Linked DNA regions of Xenopus tropicalis: region 1 is linked to region 2. Evidence: chromatin contacts called from public Hi-C data. All regions are on one chromosome and are shown on one strand. The core of a region is the stretch at or near the end of the contact, and the rest is flanking DNA. Distances in the headings are between cores, read along the strand shown. Region 1 holds the start of actg1 (actin gamma 1). Region 2 holds the start of bahcc1 (BAH and coiled-coil domain-containing protein 1).

What was found. Hi-C and Micro-C count contacts between places; a contact is called where the count stands out from the background.
Region 1: a Hi-C map of gastrula embryo shows a contact between it and region 2, with 7 times the contacts expected there. The contact joins the promoter of actg1 here to the promoter of bahcc1 in region 2. A contact is called at or near these places in 2 of 5 Hi-C or Micro-C datasets (brain and gastrula embryo).

What each region holds. Positions count from the first base shown.
Region 1 is chr10:28,629,793-28,632,812 of UCB_Xtro_10.0, forward strand. actg1 (actin gamma 1) reads right to left here and starts at 1,400. Exons shown (of 6, transcript NM_204001.1): 1 at 1,316-1,400.
Region 2 is chr10:28,472,613-28,475,680 of UCB_Xtro_10.0, forward strand. bahcc1 (BAH and coiled-coil domain-containing protein 1) reads left to right here and starts at 1,286. Exons shown (of 28, transcript XM_004916357.4): 1 at 1,286-1,700.

The DNA.
Region 1 (3,020 bases), core at 150-2,649, 160 kb after region 2:
TCAGTAGCCACAACCTCACTCCGTACACAGCTAAGCCATTTGTAGGCAAGTGTACCAACAGTAAGGCATAGTAACCGTTTAATCCACTTCAGCCCCACCCTACCATGAGCGACAAGCGTTAAACACTTGTTTCTTAAGTAAAAAGATTAATCATGAATTATGTGGAAAGTTTGTACACTGAAAGCTGTACAAGGTAACAGGGAATATCCCACAGCTGATTAACAGCATTAATAGTAACACAATCAACACTTCTATGATTAGATAATCGTTTAATGAAAGGCTAAGGCAGCCCTTTTCATAGGCTAAAGACTTGAGGCAAGTGGTACAGCCAGTCACGCCCTGTTATTCCCCTCAATAGGGAAAGGGCACACCACAAAAAAAAAAAAAAAAAAAACACAAAAAGGCTACAAGACTTCAGCTGTCAGGCTAACAATACAGTGTAGCTATCCAAGCAATATAGAACATTTACAAAAATGACAGGATGTAAAGCACACAATCACCCAAGTTATTTGTATTTAAGAACAGCTGCCCATACTGCAGAATCTTTAATTTAATATAGTTATAAATAAACATAATAGAATAGATTTCTCTGACTCGCCCTAGTGTTAACCCCCGCCCTTACTTTATACAACGCAGGAGCCGGTACCGGCTAATGAACAGCAGCCCCACCCCTAGAACTGGTGTGATGTTTAAATCTGCCCTGACTGCTCGCTCAGCCAATCACAGAGCTCTTGCCCTAATATGGAAGCAGAATGCAGCAGCCACGCCCTGCCGCTGAAACAAAAAGCTACAAGCTTCAAACTCGTGGGCGTGGCCAACAGAGGTGGGGTGACTCATACAAGTAACTGGGGGGGGGAGGCGAGAAATAGCTTCACCCCTACCCTTTAGAATGGTGCAGCCCGTCATGCTATCGCAGGGAAACCCGCGCAAACTTCTAGCCATAAGGGAGGGAAGCCACCTCCGAACGGCGACTGACACCAGAGCCATATAGTTCTGTACATAGCCATATTAACATCATTCGGCACCCAGGGTAACCAGAAGTATGACAAGGGCCAGATATGTATATAGAATATGCCTATTTTAAAATAGAATATCGCAGGGCATTGTAACACATTAAGATCAACAGCAGCTTTTTAGGAGAACAAGTTAAGCGTGCATTACTGGAGACTTACAAATATCCAAGCCACAGACAATACGGTCATGTAACAATATATAGACAGAACACTACCACACGCTATCCCGGCCAACGGTACCCCATAAGACTTCTTCCGCCCACCACCCACACACAGCCGTAAGACATTGTCTAAGGTCTTACCTTGGTGCTGGAGGTTTCCTTAAGAGGAGAAATGCAAAGCTGGCAAGTTGTTACAAAGAGCGGGAAGTAGCTGTCAAGTCCGCTGCCACCGGCTGAATGAGAACCCAGTAGCGGCCGTTATCTCTATTTAACGTCACAGGCTTCCAGCCCCGCCTGCTGCCGCACAGACAGAAGATCGCCAAATATGGGCATCTTTCAGAAACACGCCTCGCCATTGGTTGCTTGGTTGGGAGAAGAGGCGGGACCGGAGTCCTGGCCCTACGTCCACCCGGAACCCCTGAAGTTACATGCGCTTATGAGCAATAGGGAGGCGTGTAAGGCCTGGCCGTGTTAGAGCAGGAAAGCCGCTACCCTTGCACATATATGTTACTATTACTTGAAACATTTCTCTAAAATGTATTGTAAAATACAGGGAAACATCGTAGTCCGGGGATTTCTAACTCTCAAGTTCTTATGCGGTGGGACAGTGAGATACGGATTACTGGGGTAGCGGAGGTTGCTGGGAAGCGTAGTTAACAATAGCAGGCGAGCGTGGTGCCACTATGGCCAAAGGGAAGGATGGAAATACCTTTTAAGGTCATGTTTTTTTCCTTAGGTGTTTCATTGTCCTTATACAGAGGGTGTGCATTTTCCTACAGTATACCCAATAGGAACACATTACATCCTTGAAACTTTATTTTTATTTCTTTATCTAAAATTAGAGTGGGATCTGGTCGAATTCCAAGCCCAGGGAGTTTTGTAAATAAAGTGCTAAGTGATACATGGGCTAAACCCTATATAGATATAACACAAATGCATGGATTGCCTATAGACAGGATATTAAAGGGCGTGGTTCTACTACATACCCCCTTTAGGTACCTTGCTGGGAAATGCTTTATTTTGTATTCTCTGAAGCCTCAGGTGCTTGAGCATTCTCCCTTTAGGGCTAAGATGGAAGGAATACATTCAGGGTGGGACTGCTGGGAAGTGAGCTCAGTCTTGCATGTCACATTACCTTAAACAGAACTTTCTAAAGAACAATCCCTGAAGGCAAGGGCTGCTTGGTGGGTACATTGCCAGATTATAAAGACAGATTCATTAAAGATGTTCGGAACAAATTGGAATAGACATTACACATATAGAGAGGGAATGGCTTAGGAATTGCAGCAGTTGTTAGAGGGAAGCTTACTTGCAGAATATCCTGTATAGTGACAGTCATGTGTTTGGCTTCATGCAGAAAATGTTGTTATGGTGAAACAAAGTTCATGGTACGTTACTGGGATGGTCTCTGTATAAATCTGTTCAGAAACATAAACTATAAGTGCAGAATGTACACTTACCTATACTGATCTGCCCAATTTGAGCTGATAGTTCTCTTGACTGTCTGCTTCTACTGGGGAAGGGAGTCGATTTTGGGGTTCAGGAGGGGCAACATCACACAGCAGAATGTAAATCCACAACATAACCAGGTGGGCCATACCTAATTGTAAATAGAGGAAAATTATGATAAATTGCAACCACAGAGAACTACTGCTTTCAATGCAAACCCCTTTTCATGCACTTCCTTAATTAGATTTAAGTCACAGAGAAGTTCTGTTATCTATGATGGCAGTCTGCACTGCAATATTAAATCTATGTGGTTTGCCTTACATGCTGTTCAGCTTTTTACATTAATCCCATACTGCATGTTCAAGTGCCTGGTTAGGGTGAAGACACATGGAGCTAC
Region 2 (3,068 bases), core at 36-2,535:
TAGAATAAATTAAAATATACAACAAGGGTTTATTAAAAAACTAAATAAAAGATAAATACAAAGTATAATAATAAATACAAATAGCTACAAAGTACAGTTGCAATAAGTCAAGAATCAAAGAGACAAGAGAATGAAGGTCCCTGTCCCATAGAGCTTACAATCTACCTTTTCCAACAGGTCTCCATTGGACCTTATTATAAGCTGATCATTTGCCCAGAAACCAAACTATCATTGTATTTATTCCACCATGTTGGTGGCCATTTAGTTGAAGATCTAAGTAGAGCTTACCCATGTATGCCCACATTAAAGAGACTTTAGGGGTAGGGCTGCATAAGGGCTCTGCGCAGCAGGTATCGTTACAGCAAAATAAAATCATACAAGGGGGGGCGCACCAATGTAGTAAGCGCATTCATACACCGCAAAGGGACTAAAATCTGAATTTGATTTCCTTGGCTGAGGTGTCACGGATTGAATGGTCCCTTAGAGTGGCCATTTTGCGCCCGGAGAGGCCAAGTCCGAGTAGGAACACTAGCGCCTATACACGCTAATAGCGCTACTCTTGCCTCCCGGCGCTGACTGTGTGGGGAAAAGCTGCGCATCTCACTATACGTGGCACTAAATAGACTTGAGTGAGGCCGGGGGCGGTACCATACACGTCACTGCCCGGGGCGGTGCCTGGCAGGCATGGTGGACAATAGGAGCCCCGGGAGTGGGGAAGGGAATTGCACACGGCTCCTTTAAGAGAAGTCTCTGCCTGGGCGCCGGGCACCGGACTTTGGGGAGGCGGATAAAGGCGACGGACAGAGGCCGACCGAGAGCTCCCGGTGCACGGAGGGCGCAATGCCCGGAGGAAACTGGCGGGGACTGACTGCCGACTTCCTGCAGGGCCTTAGGGCCAAATGCTCCTTTCCCTCCCGGGCTGCTCTCCCCAGCCCCACAGCTTCACTACTACCCGGGAAATCCTGCTGGGATCCGGCATGTTTGGGGGTGGGGGGTGGGCGGGCAGCTTTCTCTCCCTCCCTGGGAAATATATGTAATAAAGGTAAGTGATGAAAGGAATAAAAATGCTCTGTTTTGCCTTAAAGCCCCATTTGTGTATTTGTTAGGGGAGCGCTGGGTGTACATTCCGGCTGGGGGAGGGGGAAGGGCAGTGGTGCAGCAAGGAACAATAGGGCCGCTTTAACCCCTGCGAGACCGGCGAGTGCGGGGCTTGGCACCCATTGGGTTAAATCGGAAGGGGAGAAACAACATTTAAATGTCTGGTTGGGGGGAAGGAGATTAAATTTCGCGTCTCTCTCATCAATTTTCTGTTTAATGTCACTGGGACTCCATTGTGGGAGAGGAGAAACGTCACACAGCCATAAATTTGTGATTATCCAGCTACCAGCAGCCTGGCCTTTAATTCATTGGATTTGCTCCAGGCAGCTAGGGACCCAAGAGCCGGAGCCCTCAAATCCTATTTATTAGAATCACCATAATAATAATATCGATAAGTGAGAACCCTGCACAAAGGATCTGTACAGTGACCGCGCAGTCCAAATAGGAGCCAGCAGCAAGTAACTTCCCCTTTCCCAAGAGCAATAAAAGCACCAAGTGAGGGATCTGCTAGAACAGGGAATTATTCCTCCACCCTGCTCTGTGCTGCCTGAGCTCCATTCTCCCTGGGATTGCATAGAAATGAGCCAGGACATCACTCCTAGGTACGTCTACTTTGCCTGGATATTTCCTTTTAATTCCTTCTTGTAAACGGTTATACATTTTGTTAGATCTTACGCACGAAAAAACAACATTATACAAATATACTCGTTATACATTTCCATTTTTATACTTGATAAATAGCGAAATCACTTTAGAAACTGCCATATTCTCAACTATATGGGCAAATAACAAATTCACATTCGAATGAATGTAACCTATTAGCCACATTGTACAGTGAATTGGAATAACGCGTTGATACATTTGGCATGGACCTACATTTAACAACACGTTTCTCTACTTATAAAAAGGCTGAAAGGAAATTATTTTAATTACGCTATCTATATTTAGAAACCGTTTTATAATAAAGTGCTCGTCTAGAAATACAATTTGTAGATTTTCATATATTTACATTTTGCTCGCAATATTTCGGTTTGCGTTTATTTATTACAAGTTTAGACATTTTTAATTTTCATTAGAAATGGCGACTGTAGTTTAATAGTCGTTAGTTTGTGTATCGATCTGATAGCGCAATACATGTATATATGATAGTTTCTAAAATGTATCTGTTTTGTTTCACATTGATTTAATTTATATCTTACAAACACAGCGGTTTATAATTGTGAGGGTTCCGCTTTTAGCGCAGGGACGGGCAGAGATTTACTTCAGACGGTTTAAAGCAAAGCCAAAGCGTTGTTTTAATGCAAAATAAAATAGAACAATGGTAAGGAACGGCTTCCTCCGTTCCTTCTCTATTTTGAATGAAGATTTTTCTGTGAAACCAATTAATCAACACAAACAAGACCAGTTATTTTCGCCCGCATTGATTGTCTACATTTATATGCAGAGTCGAAATTATATTGCTTTTGCAGAAAATAAAATAGATTTTTGCTTTAACGATTTTTAATTAAAGACATTGACTTTTCACTTAACAAAGGAGTCACAAGTGAGGATTCTATAGAACTAATCTGCAGCGTCATTTTGAGGAGAATTTAACTCATTTTTGCACCAAATTCACAGCTAATTATACATAGGATTTAGCACAATAAATCGTATTTCTAGGCAGGCGCCTTCCTTTTTTTTTTTTTTTTTTTCTAAATACTATTGTTGAGACATAAAAACAGCTGTAAAATAACGAAATTGGGGGAGGGGTTATAAATCCGTGGTTTTACAATTTTAGTTTACGTTCGTTTTCAGGCATTTTAATGTAAGTGATCGGGTTAGATGCCAGGAAACTAAAAATGGATTCCTATTGCTTTAGGAGTGTGGGTCTTCAACTATAATTTATTTTTTCCTTTATCAATTACTGCACTACATGTATTGTTTAGCGTTAGGTTATGACGATGTAGATGTTTAAAATATGTATATTCCTT